2 separate regions of the Mus musculus genome follow, and region 2 is linked to region 1. Evidence: chromatin contacts called from public Hi-C data. All regions are on one chromosome and are shown on one strand. The core of a region is the stretch at or near the end of the contact, and the rest is flanking DNA. Distances in the headings are between cores, read along the strand shown.

Evidence for each region. Hi-C and Micro-C count contacts between places; a contact is called where the count stands out from the background.
Region 2: a Hi-C map of liver shows a contact between it and region 1, with 5 times the contacts expected there. The contact joins two enhancer-like sites. A contact is called at or near these places in 18 of 484 Hi-C or Micro-C datasets (adipose-derived mesenchymal stem cells, embryonic retina, liver and 5 more) and 5 of 115 datasets of contacts at active chromatin or transcription factors (bone marrow-derived macrophages, embryonic fibroblasts, heart atrium and 2 more).

The regions. Positions count from the first base shown.
Region 1 is chr13:52,763,320-52,770,082 of GRCm38.p6, reverse strand. No RefSeq gene overlaps it. Among named protein-coding and RNA genes, the nearest start is that of BB123696, 9.5 kb to the right of the region's middle. Within about 2 kb of position 3,527, at least 110 of the 459 cell types and tissues checked have an H3K27ac peak or open chromatin away from gene starts, as enhancers often do. A contact at or near this core is called in hepatocytes and liver, where this site is marked.
Region 2 is chr13:52,828,260-52,835,022 of GRCm38.p6, reverse strand. Gm33315 (a long non-coding RNA gene) reads right to left here and starts at 5,751. Exons shown (of 5, transcript XR_003950688.1): 1 at 4,023-5,751; 2 at 2,162-2,391. Within about 2 kb of position 2,327, at least 6 of the 459 cell types and tissues checked have an H3K27ac peak or open chromatin away from gene starts, as enhancers often do. A contact at or near this core is called in hepatocytes and liver, where this site is marked.

The DNA of each region.
Region 1 (6,763 bases), core at 2,278-4,777:
ACATGCACTTTTACATCATACTGCATTTCAGTTAAACACATGCAAAAATAACTTCACGCTGAAAGCTGGGTGACCTGAAAAACAATGAGGGGTGGATCCAGGTGTGTCAGCTAATTGGCAACCACAAAACAGAGCTAGAACAGTAATGCAGTGGTGAAGACCAGTCTTCCATGATGAGATGGTGCAACCACCTCCCATGGGTTCGGTTCAGAGAGGAGCCTCCAAAGGCAAAAGACTCAGGGCAGACTTTGGATGGTGGTAGGTAGTAGCCTCTTGCTACATCAGGAACTAGGCACAGCCCTGCAGGACCAGACCAAACAAGGTGCCAAAGATGGGAGCCAAGCTTGGACACTGTCTGCCATCTCTTGGGGGAAGTAAGGTGACCTGAAGTGGAGGAACGAGAAGGCATCACCAGTGCTCATAAGTTCTGATGGTGTCTCATCAAGGACTGTTGGCCCAGCAGGCTATGTTATGGCTTCAAGACGGCAGAACTTCCAAGCAGAGACAGACCCCAGAATGAAGTGTTGCACAAACAGGTCCTGATTTCCCTTTCCACGTGCACCTAGCTTGCCCCTTCCTCTCAAAGTGCCTCAGCTGCAATTCTTTCACCAGGAAGTGATGCTTCAAACACAGAGTATAAATGAACAGTAAACTTCCAGCAGTAAAATACAGGTCAAGACCACGCCCAAGGTTGAGCACGAGACTCTAGAAAATCAAACCCGTGTTTCTGTGAATCGATGACAGGAACCGAGTGGGTGATGGGGAAACGAAACTCCCAAAGGAAGGCCCTAGAAGCAAGGTATGGAGATAAGAGACTTCTCAGGTGGAAGAGAACACAAATGGCCTCAGGGCTTGTCACGAAGCCACTACAGGAGTCCTGCAGAGCAAGCTCCAAGAGGAGGCCGTACCAAATGGAAGGAATGAAGAATGGAAACGGGGTGGGCTGTGCAACAGAGCCACAGGTAAAAATGAGCGTGTGTGGAGGAGCCTTATAGAGCACAGCATAGATGGTCCCTGGGAGGATGGCTGCAAGAGGCCTTGTATAAAAAGACTGGCACGCAGTGTGACTCGGAGAAGAGAGCTCAGAAGCTGTAAAGACAGTAAGGAGACAGAGACATAAGCGACTCCAGCAGGGAGTATGAGCAAGGTATAAACAATTTAGCTCTCACCCCGAGCCCTGAATATACAGCTGTCAGCATTCATTAAAAAAAAAAAAAGTGCTTAAAGACATACAAATGGTCACCATGCTGATCCTACTACACCGCACAGGTACCCAGTTACTGCCTGGCACCCCATATGTTTGCACATTGAATTAATTTTAAAATCTGTCAAAATGGCTGTTGTATTTGGACATAACCTCTGGGTAGCCTTTCACACCTTAGTCATCTGTAGATCTCCATATATGGACAGTGCACGAGCTGTGGTGTCGTTATCATGGTAGCGTTCAAGTAGCGATGAGGAAAATGTCTCTAGAAAGGCCATCTGGTGGCAAATATTTCTCTGAATATCTTCAGCTTGGGGTTGGTTGAATCCTCACTTGCTGAACCCAGAGACACAGAGTCACCTGCAGTCTTTTGTTTTTTCTTATTACTGAGAACATGGTCACAGGGATAAGGCAGGGAAAGGAAGTTGGCTGCTTCCTCACATTCTCCTGTAAGACCCACAGAGCAGGGTTTGCAATCACAGCTTTTCCTTCATGCGCCTCATAAAGCTTTTAAAGGCAATGGCGCCAGGACTAAAAGCTTTGCCACGTCTCAGGAAGGAAAGACACACAGGTTTTATGATGCTGCTAAGATGTCCTGGTCCCGCTGTCGTGAGTCGCTGTCATCTCTTCAGGAGAAAATGAGGCCCACCCTCCTAAAGTTTGAAACGCATTCCCATTTGCCCGTAACTCTCCCATGAAATGCTCAGGGCCTGAGGGCGTTATAGGCTCCCTTGTGGGGCCTTCGCTCCTGCCCTTACCGCACAGGGCTCCTGGGATAATGGCCGCACCATTGCTGTTCTTGTGCTCCTCAAGTTTGGATTCTGGAGGTCAAATGTGGTGGTCGTGTGTGGAGAACCCAGAAGCATTGCTCCCCCTATGCCTCTCATCTCTACCTCAGTGAACACCCAGGCCCCCGGAATCTGCTGAGAGGCCTAAGAGGCTCATCCTGCCCATAGGTCTGGCATCCCACGGTAGGTACATGCCACAGAAGACCAGTAAAGGACACTAGCCTTCCCTCCTCTTCTCTCATTGGTGGACACACTCTGGGTTACTCCCTGCAGGAGCTTGGCCATCATAATGGCGGCCTAAGCAGAGGGTATTTATTAGTTTACACAGAAAGCCATTCCCTCTTACTCTGTTTGCAAGTGGGGAAGCAGGGACTTCTCTGATGCCTTCTAGAGCTGATTCCAGTGACTGGTGGCCTGGGCTGGAAAGTCTGCCTGGGGAGCCTGTGTCCCTTCAGGCAGGTGACCTAATGGATGGTCTTTCTTCTTTGGCCCCTGTCCTCATATTTCAGATGGTGTCCCTGCATTGTCCTGTAAACCTGGGCATGTGGAGCATCTCTCCTGGAGGTTCTCTGGAGTCATTCCTGCCTGAATTCAGGTGCTGTGCCACAGTACCCAAGCTACATACATGCTCTGGCTTTCCCTAGAGCTTTAAACAGTTCTTGTACTGACTGCTTTTGTGTTAACCTGACACAAGCTAAAGTCATCTGAGAGATGGGGGCCTCAATTAAGAAAAGGCTTCCATAAGACCAGGCTGTAGGCAAGCCTGTGGGGCATTTTCTTATTAGTAATAATTGTGGGAAGTTCCAGCCCATTGTGGGTGGTGGTGGCACCCTGGGCTGGTGGCCCTGGGTTCTGTAAGAAAGCAGGCTGAGTGTCCCATGGGGAGCAATCCAGTAAGCAGCACCCCTCCATGGCCTTTGCATCAGCTCCTGCCTCCAGGTTCCTGCCCTATAAGTACCTGTCCTGACTTCCTTCAGTGATGGGCTATGATATGGAAGTAGAAACCAAATAAACCCTTTCTGTCTAAACTTTTATTTCTTATCACAGCAATAGTAACCCTAAGGTAGTTCCTTTCTTAAAACAGGGGCATGACCAGCAGCTGGCTTCTACCTCAAGGTTATCTTGGCCTTTATTCTTTCCCCAGCTCATGCCCAGCTTTCTCCATTTTAGCCCACCAAGGACTTCTTTGTATCCTGTGTAAGGTGCACTTACTACAGTGCCCCTTGAATGGTCTAGACCTTCCACCCCAATTTCCCTTTCTTCCTCTACTCTCTTGGGGTACAGGTTCTCAGAGCTATCAGGTAGCTGTTGGAGAGCCTGACACCCCATTTGTACTCTCTCCCATTTTCCCATCTTGCCTCTGTCTGAGCAGCTCACACTGACCCTTCGGGGCTTCACAAAGTAAAACTTGGCCACAGAGGTGACTGAAGCAGAGCTGGTCACTGCTGGCCAGGCAGGCGGCCACAGCCACCCTAAACCAAGTTAGCCAATCAGCAAACAGGCCACCCAAGGAAGAACAGGAGAGGGTGGCACACGGACATCTGGAATGTGTGCCAAGGTACCACAAGGTCAGGCTTGAGGAGACAGAGGCAGGCCAGTGTTTCAGAGGGAAAGGGAGGAAAGTTATGCAAGTTGTTTTGAAACCATTGTCCTTGGCCCTAAGGATCAATAACAAGGGTGGGGTCAGTTCAAAGTTGACAAGGCAGCTGCTGACTGCCTTCCTGGAAGTGTTCTCTGCTTGGCTCTTAGAGTTATCATGGTCATCTTGGGCTCCCACATTGTCCTTCCAGAAGCCAGTGTGTCTCTGGGAGGTGACAATGGCCATAAAACAAAGGTACACCCAAAGAGGAGGACACCTGCCATCTGTGAGGAGGACTGCATTTAAACCGGAAGGAACCAGAAAAAGAAAAGAGGCCAGTAGGACAGTTGACGAATTGGTTTGGCAGCTGTTTGGATCTGTTTGTTTTAATTAAGTTGATGATGAATCTGGAAACCCTTGTGCTGGGTCAGGATTTGGAGGCTGAACTGTGTGATGGCAGGAATGCTTGTAAAAGTGATTAAAATAGCTTTACAGAGTGTGCCTGGAGGGACCAGTTGGGCTGGAGAGACTCGGTGTGGGAATGAAGGCCCAACTTCTTAGGAGTCCGTCCATCTGCCGCAGCCAGCCGTGGGCCAGAGATGATTAAACACTTAATCAGACCCGAATACTTGTGTTGTGTGCTTGCTGTGGCTACAGAAAAGGGTGCTGTCACCAATCTTTAAATAGCGAACCAGAGGCTAAATTTCACTCCATCCGTCAAAGGCCACGGCTCCGCAATGTCCTAATTTTAGCTGCTTGTCAATTCCCCAGTGCCTGTTCGCTGATGTAACTTTGATCTTCCGATGCTTTAGATGGCTTTTGTGCTGAATTTAGCTAGAATATACTATGAATCATCTGGATGGCTGCCCAGCTAGGGGAAGGGGGGAGGGAAGAGGGAGAAGAAAGGAGGGAGGGTGGGAAGGAACGAGAGCTAAGAGAACAGTCAGGCCCCTGAAGTGGTGGATAGAGATGGCATAAAGATGGAAGAGCCTCCTGATTCCAGGGCCATCCGCTTTTCCAGGAGTGTATTTTGAGTACATTATCTTTAGACATTTATATTCTCATGCAAACACACAGGAGGCCACTGCCAAGGTCTAAGGAGAGTGTCAGTAATCGTAAGACATTTGAAAGGAATATTTTTCTAAGCAAATCGCTGCCTCTAAAAGGGCATTTCTTTCCACTTAGGGAGCAAGCAGTGCCAAGATGCGTTCACTTAAGGGGGCAGAGAGCGTTTCTGATGGCCTCCCCTCCTTTGGGTTATTGGGGAATTGCCTTTTGTTTCAGGGCTAGCTGGCTTTTCTTCTCGCCTGAGATTTCTTTCTTCCTCCAGCTCTTAGCAGAACCTCCCATGTCACCTTCTGTCCTGAACGTACATAGCTGCCACCTCCTTCCTGTTGACATGCCTCAGGTGGTGTCTGTCACCTGGATCATGATTTCTGTTCGGACTTTGCAGGAGTGCTGTAAAAGAGTCAGTAAGACTCACTGCTTCTTGGCTGGGTCCTCAGCTACCTAGCCTTCTTCCTCCAAGTCAGGAAAGAGGAACTTCTTCCAGCCCCTCCTTCCAGGGTCTAATACTGTACGTTCTGCTCCTTGACTGGGGAGGGGTAGGAAGAAATAAATATATAGAGAAGATGGACTGTAGACTTTACAGCATCTCGGGGCAGCACATGATCATCTTCCATGAGAATTTGTGACCTTGATCAAGATGTAGTCACCTCAAGAAGGGGTATGTATACACTTCAGTGGAGGGGTTCGTGGTTGTCAGGTACCTTAGAATAATACAACATGCCTTAGTATTGAAATGTCTGGACTGAAGTTGATCTAAACCATAGAAGGACTGAAAATAGTGTGATCAGGTAGTTTGACAGATGTTGGAACCATGCCTCTAGACTCCAACTTCTTAAACTATGGGCATAGCCCCATAGTTTTGTCTTATGGCTGAGCTCAGTGATTGCAAACACTCTGTCAGGAGTTGGGTCTCACAGACCATTCCCTCACCCGCAGCAAGTACAGGCTCACACTCTTGCCTACCCTCCAGAATTTGACCTTAAGACCCTACTGCATGAAGTGGCCACATGCTTGAGTCACAGAAGATGGAATAGACAAGCTGGTGTTCAGCTGGGACCTTTGTCCAACTGGCTACCTCTCCTGGTACTGGAAGGTACAGTGTGTGCCACAGGAGGAGAGAAAGGATCATTTCACCTACCCATGATCCTGTCACAATGGCTGCTGACATAGGTGCAATGGTGGCACAGATGCCACACAGGTAACCACTTGCTTTCTGATTCAATCTAAGGCTCGGCATATGAAATGGAACTCGTGCCTGGCCCTGTTAAAAGGGCAAAAGCCCATGGCTACATAGGTCAAAATTTACATGTATAGAAATTAGTTTTAAAGTAATTTTTAGTGATTTTTTTCTCAGCAAATGTTTACTTTGTATATATAAGCACATATACAGGTCATATATAAATTTCTTGCACAAAGAGGGCTCAGGAATGACATAAGTTTGAATCAGCTGTATGGGGCACTCTGTCATGGGACAGCCAAAGCAGAGGTCCCAAGGAGCCAGAGGGCCACTGGATTAAAGGAGAGATTTTTCTGTGTTAGAGCCTTCAACATAGGCCAGGTGTTGGTCACTCAGTGGAAACTGTGATAGGCAAAGCCCACTCACCAGAACTGACTAAGATGGCACATGGGTCAAGGGGCCACCACAACTCCTCACTGTGCCCATGAAATGACAATGAAAGTGTTAGCTGGTCAGCCAGCCAGGCACCTTTAGAGAGAACTGCGTTAACAGCTTCAGAGTGGCCCCCTCCTGTACTTCCAGCCAGAGCCTTATGACACAAACTGAGCTTGCTCAGAGCCACTGCTGTGTAGCTAACCTTCCAAATCTTGAGCCCAGGGTGCCAAAGAGTGTGTCTCCCATCTTTCCTTCTTAAATAAAGGGTGTTGTTGAACAATACAGATGCCAGCGTACTAAGTACCAGGTCCTTGGGTAGCTCTACAATTCCAGACAAAGCTAGCTAGGTGTGGGAAGGATGCCTTATGGATGTAATATGGCTAAGGCCATTTTTTTAATATGAAAAATTGGGGAAGGAAAACAAACTGACACCGCATCTACATGGGCTCTGGGTGGGTCCGGAGGAGCAGAGAAATGCCGTTGGGAATACTATGGGATAGGAGCATAGCTCC
Region 2 (6,763 bases), core at 1,078-3,577, 66 kb before region 1:
CACACACACACATGTGCTACGAGCATACAAATGCCCATCGCCACCAGAGGACCTGGGTGGACAGTCTGAGGGAAACCCCTCTAGTTTCAATAAAGCCAATGGAGAGTGATTTGAGAATCCGCGTCTTGCCCCTTGCCCAACATTTCAGAACAGATTTCAGAGTAAAGTCTCTTTGCTGACCCTGCCGAGGAACCATGTGACACGGTCCCAGAACAGGGGTGAAGGGTCAGCCCATCAGTGGTTCTGCTTGGCTTCAAGCCACAGTGTCTTCGGCAGAGGTGTCCCGGGCTGGGCCTGGCTGTGCTTTCACAGAGCTTGATGCTTGCTGAAGACTGCAGTGGGCTTCCTGTCCCGCCACACACATGCATCCTGCATTCCCTTCCCTCCTACCACACACATGCATCCTGCATGCCCCTCCCTGCTGCCCTGCCCTCACATCCTCACCCTGAGCCTGCTCTGCTGTTTGGGAGTGCACCGATGTGATTCTTAAATTTCTCAAGAGAGAACAATGGCACCAGCCACCACCTCTGCCACTGAGCTGCAGATCAGAATGTCTATCCGTCTATCTGCTAGCCCAGCTAACCAGCTGACCCCCCCCCACCCCCACCATCTGATGTCAGACTGCCACACCCTTGATCTTCAGCCTGAAACCTTGGCCAGGGGGGTGACTGTCCTTTAGACTTCCCAGGGTCATGTCCTGTCTGTCCACGACACGCTGAACATCTCACAGTTATTCTAACTGAGCTGGAAATGGTACTGGTAATGGAAGAGGATGAGGATTTGGGGACCAGGTCAGCAGTTGATGATTGGTCACCACTTGGTTTCCTAACAAGTTGTGAAGCGGAGAGCAAAGTCCTATAGCAACTTAAGACAGGGAGGCAGCAGGATCAGGTGCTGGTCCTTGGTGGGTTTGCCTTCCCTGGGTTTTCTTTTGCTGCCACCCCCGAGGCCAGCCATTGTGGAGGGCTGGCTTGGACTCATAGACCTTGCCACCCAGCATGGAGTATCTGTGTACAGTCATGGTCACATCTGTTCTTTTTGTTGTATTTTTCTGTTTTGAAACAGCCTCGTGTGGCCCAGGCTGGCTTCCAAGTTGGCTGTGTAGTCAAGGATGGCCTTAAACTTGTGATATTCCTGTCCCCACCTCTAGGTGCTGGAATTGCAAGCATGCACCATACCTGGTTTTCTGTAGCATTGGGGCTGAGTCCCAGGGCTTCATGTATGCCAGGCAAGAATACCACCAATCCAACTACAGCCCTAGCACTTGAAGTAGCCGAAACTGGTGGCTAGGTCTGTATGTGTGGGCTAAAGAAGGCAGTTACCCTCCAAGAGGCAAAAGCAAACAAAGCATTTCACTTCATCTCAGCAGGAGACCTGCTGGTTCTGATGGAGGAAACCTACAGACCACAGAGGCCCCTAGTGACTGCTGGAACACTCATACTTCTAGCACTTGAGAAGCACAGGCAGGAGAATCATGCTTTAAAGGCCAGCCTTGCTCTGCCTCCCAGTTAAAAGTTCCTGCAGAGGACCCAAGCCTGGTGTCCAGCACCTCGAATGAGGTGGCTCACAGCTGCCTCTGATTCCAGCTCCAGTGGGTTCGGTGCCCCCTACTGGCCACTGTGGGCACCTGCACACATGCTCATCCATGCATGCAGACACATAAATAGTACATGATTTAGACAGGGTTTCACAATGTAGCTCTGGCTGTCTTAAAGTTCCCTGTGTAGATCAGACTGGCCCCGAATTTTACAGAATTTGCCTGCCTCTGCCTCCCTAGTGATGGGGCTAAAGGCGTGGATTTTCATGTCAGTCCCATTTTGTGTGTGTGTGTGTGTGTGTGTGTGTGTGTGTGTGTGTGTGTGATTGTGCATATGTGGATGAGTGAGGGTTATGTACAGGTGTCAGTGCCTGTAGAGACATTGGCGCTCCCTGGAGCCTGGTTTACAGGCAGTTGTGACCGACCCAATGTGGGTGCTGGGAATTGAACTCCACAAGAGCAGCAAATGCTTGTCACCCCTGAGCCAAATCTCCAGCACAAAATAAATACCAAAAAAAAAAAAGTTATAGATTTTTTTGTGGTTATCTCTTTGATTTCAAGGATCATCTCAGATTTTTGTTTTCTACACTGAAAGATCTGTTTTCTCCACCAACCAAGACTTACCCCTTTATCAAATACAGCTTGTCCGGCAGGGTCATTTCCCCAGCAGCAATGGGAAGGATGCTTTTCAGCGGTGGGGGTGTCGGTTCTTGGATCCAGGGCTTGGAGGAAACACACCCTTTCAGATAGCTTGTTTGTGCTGGCTGTGGCCCTCTCCTTTGCTTGACCTTCATGTCCACTTGGATGGCATGACCTCCACTGACTCTCATTTGGAGTCCAAAGATCCTGACAGGCTGACATTTTAAAATAATAAGTCCATTATTTGTCTACCTGACCTAGTTAAATATTAACTGACGAGTATGTCTGGTTATTGGGCTTTATCGAAAAGCCAGTTGAGATTATTTTTTTTTCATACTATGTTAAAAATAACCATGGTACACGTGTCACAAAATGAAAATGCGTGAAAGTTGCTAGTTGATAATCTAAACAAATAAGAGCTATTTTATACTAATGAAGCAGGGTGCAGATTGCGATTAGGGAACAAGGAGAGTCACGTAAATCCTGTACTCAAAATATCTGTGTTTCAAGCCCTAAAATTCCTACAGACACCCAGCTCCGTCTTGTCCCAGCTCTCCCTTCTGGAACGTTCAAAGCCCGCCTCCCCTCCCTGCCGGAGGACAGCACTTGAGCCTCAGACAGTTGGCGGTTGGTGACCGTTTTCTAAATGTTCAGGGCAACAGGAAAGCCAGGGCCTGGTAGGGAAGATTGAGGAATCCAAAGAGAGTGCACACAGACACTATGGATGCACCACCCTGTCTCTCGCTTGTTCACATTTTGAGAAGGTGGATAGGAAGGTGGCCCTTCCTTGGCAAGTGACAGATCTCTGGGGACAACTGCTCATAGGAGCCAGCATGGTTGTTCTTTGTAAAACCCTAACATAAAAAAATGGCATTGGGCTGACAGTGTGGCCAAGTGGTGGAGGCAGGCCTGAGCACACGTGCAGCCCTGGGATCAACTCCCGGCACCACAAAATACAAGTGTTGATGTGGTGCCATAAGGGTATGTTGACATGCCTGTAGAGTATGTTTACGTGTTTAAGGGTATGTTGATAGGCTAGGGTGGCACATTGTCGTTCAGAGGACTGAATTAGGAACCTACCTGGTGATTTTCAGGCCCTGTGTGACTCTCCGTGACATTCAGTCAAGGGCTCACTCTAGCCTCCTATGGTACCCAGGGGAGACCAGCACATTGTCCCAACAAGTCAGGGATTGATCCCAGAACTGGCGACTCAGCACTTTTGTGCTTGCCGGCAGCCAGATGACATAACCGCACCAAAGCTTTGCTGGGTGTGCTGTCTACACAGGGAAGCATGTCCTTTGCCCTGATCTCATGACTTGGGGAGATAAAGGAGGTGTGCTTATCGGATGGTGACAGGCAGGCAGGCGTCAGAGCTGATACTCCCGGCCCCGTATACTGCCCATGTTCTTCTCACTCTAGTGTTAAACAAATCCCTCAGGAAAAGTATGTTATCCAGTTCTAGTTAAAGAAACTGGGTCAGGAGTGGAAGCTGAGTTAGGTGTCTGTGTGTAGGACCTTGGTGCTCACAGACAGCAGAGTACTCCGAGAGATGTGTGGACACCAAGGGTTAGTTGGCCTCTGCTGTGAAGCCCAGAGTAACCTGGCCTTACACCTCACCGATCCATCACTGGGACAAGTGTCAAGCCCGAGAACCACACTGCTCAAGAAGGGACCCCATCTGTGTTCACCACCATCTGGGCTCTTTTCATCATGGCTGACATGCCTCATCTCTCCACCCCGGTCATGCTGGATGCCGTGACCAGCCCCCCTCCCCCCTCCACCCAACCTGGGACAGGATTTTATTGTGTAGCTCTGGCTAGCTTTGAAATTACAGAGATCAACTCACCTCCGCTTCTCAAATGCTGGGATGAAAGGTGTGCATCTCCATGTCCAATCTTGTATCCGGTTCTTAATGCCCTAGTCATGGGGATGATCATGGAGTCACTGGTTTTCTGAGGGCACCCAAGAACTCTAGAGCAAACTTTGGCTCCACCGATACCAAGAGCAAAGCCATAGGCCAAGCATCATTGTTTGTCAGCGGAGTCAGTACTTGCTGCTGTTTATAGAGGTCCAGGCACATTGCACCTGTCTTTATCATTGGTTCTGCCTCACAGTGGTGTTGATGGTACTGTTCATGTTTCATGTTTCAGAGGGGGACAGCTGGGCAAGGAGGGAGGCCCCACAACCATAGAGAGTTTGGGGCCATGTCTAAGAACAGAGGCCCTGGCCTAGTGGTCTAGTAGTGATGGTGGCACACTCCTTTAATTCCAGCACTTGGGAGGCAGAGGCAGGCAGATCTCTGAGTTCGAGGCCAGCCTGGTCTACAGAATAAGATTCAGGATAGACAGAGCTACATGGAGAATGATGTCTCAAAAAACCCAGGGCCCTGCAGGATGGATTGGGGCCCTTAGATGCTGCGGGGTGGGAATAAGTCTCTGCATGGCAGCTGCCCAGTCACAGGAGGTGAGAATTGAAGGTCGCAGAAGAAGCAGCTTGAGACACCCCTCCGCACAGTCCCTTAAACAGGAAGTGGGTGGTCCCAGGCAGGGCTGCTGGGTGAGCACTGTATTAGGCAGCAATGGGGGCCAGCTTTTGTGGAGGGCACCAGCCTGCTGCCTCAGCATGGACGAGGACTGAGATGTGAGGCTCTGCCTTTGTGGCAGATGCTGGCTTCAGGTAGTGGGGGCAGTGGGGGGTTGGGGAGTGAGGTGGGAGAGTCCGGAGGCGGAAATAGGGGACAGTTGGGCCTTAGAATTGAAAACAAGTATGGCCCAGGATGGGTCTGTGCTCCTTGGGGTAATCCAGACTGGGAGGAGTTTGAGCGTGAGAATTGGCACCATTGTGGGCTGGGTAGCCCAGTGGATGAAGACGATGTGAGTTCAGGTCCTAGAGGCCACAATAAAACCAAACCAAAACCAAAACCAAAACCAAAACCAAAACAAAACAAAACAAAACAAAACAAAACAAAACAAAACAAAACAAAAACAAAACAAAGCAAAACAAAACAAAAACAAAAACAAAAACAAAAACCCTCCATGTGGTGGCACGCTTCAATCCAAGTGCTGACAAGTCAGTAGTAGAGGATCCTTAGGACTCTCGGTCAGCTAGCCTGGCCTTTATGGTGAGCTCCAGGTCAGTGAGCAACCCTGTGTCATAAAACAACATGGATAGTGTCTGTGGAACATTATGGTCAAGCCAGTCCTCTGGCCTCCACGTGCATAGACACACCTGAACACGCATGCATGTTCCTGTGCACACACATACCTGAAGGGCATGTTTACAGAGACAGTGTTGGGGGCCTGGACATATGGCTTGCCTTAGAGACAACTGTATTTTCTCATCAGCCAGTGGCTTTCAAGCGCTGTGCTGCTGTTTCCTGTGTCTGGTGGGCCACCTGAGCAGGAGCTGGGCTGGGCTAAGAGCACGTAACTCTCCTGCCCAGGGCTCTGCCCACTCTTGAATCTTGCTATCAAGCTGCCTTCAAGGGCTCCAGCCTCTGAACGTTAAAGTCTAGAGCACGTGGAACCCTTCAGGGCTCAGCACACAGCAATGCGAGGTGCTTCAGAGCAGACACCTGCACCTCCCTCCCCCCCTCCCTGCCCCCCCCCCCCCAACACACACACAAACCAGGATCCCTGTGTCATCCGGCCACAGCTGAGGACTGAAGGCCTCTGGGTGATGGTGTTCGACAAGAAGGTTCTAGACACAGTTGAAAGTTGGCAGCTGCGCCCTGTTGACCTTTTCAAAAATAATGAGTCATGTCACTTTCGGCTTCAGAACGGGTTGAATGAATCAGTTGTGCAGTGTTCGGAAAGCCAAGTGTTTGGGCAAGCCAGATAAGTCCAATGCTGGGCAGCCTCTCCCTCGTTGAGTAATATTTCTTTTTAAGTTGTCTACTAAAAAGGCTTTTTATGAAGCCTAGAACTTGCTTATTAAGAGGGCCATCGTTTGAATGCATTAAAACGTAACTGCAAGATTTACGCGACATCTTTCAAAAGACAGGCAAGGACGGTGGCATTTAACTGGATGGGAGGAAATTCAGATGGCGAACAGTTACGATATAGTTTGGGGGATAGGATCACAGGTAGCCTGTGCTGGATTCGAACTTACTATGCTTCAGAGTAACCTGAACTTCTGACCCTTCTGCCTTCATCTGCCCAGGGCTGGGATTACAAGGCTTCACCACCATATTGGTTAAGGAAGTACTGGGGCTCAAATCCAGGGCGGTGTATATATAAACAAGATAAGGCTAAGCCTCATCTCCAGTCCAGCTTATTTATTTATTCTTAGCACCCCACAGTGACTGTTTGGCATGCTCAGTGCATGAAACTAATTCGCTTTTTATCTAGTCTTTGTGGAAATGTCTGATGTGGAAATGACCTGTTAATCTGCTCTTGAGAAATGATGGGGGCAGGGAGTTTATCAGGCCTACCAGTGACGCCACTGCTCCCAAGAACAGCTGTGATGTTGTGAGGACAGACTCTTTGTGCTCACATCATGCCCCTGTGACCTGTGGTTTTGGTATGCCTGTGTGTGTGAGCATCCTGTATACAGACAAATGTGTCTCTTGAGTTTCCTGAAAAAACA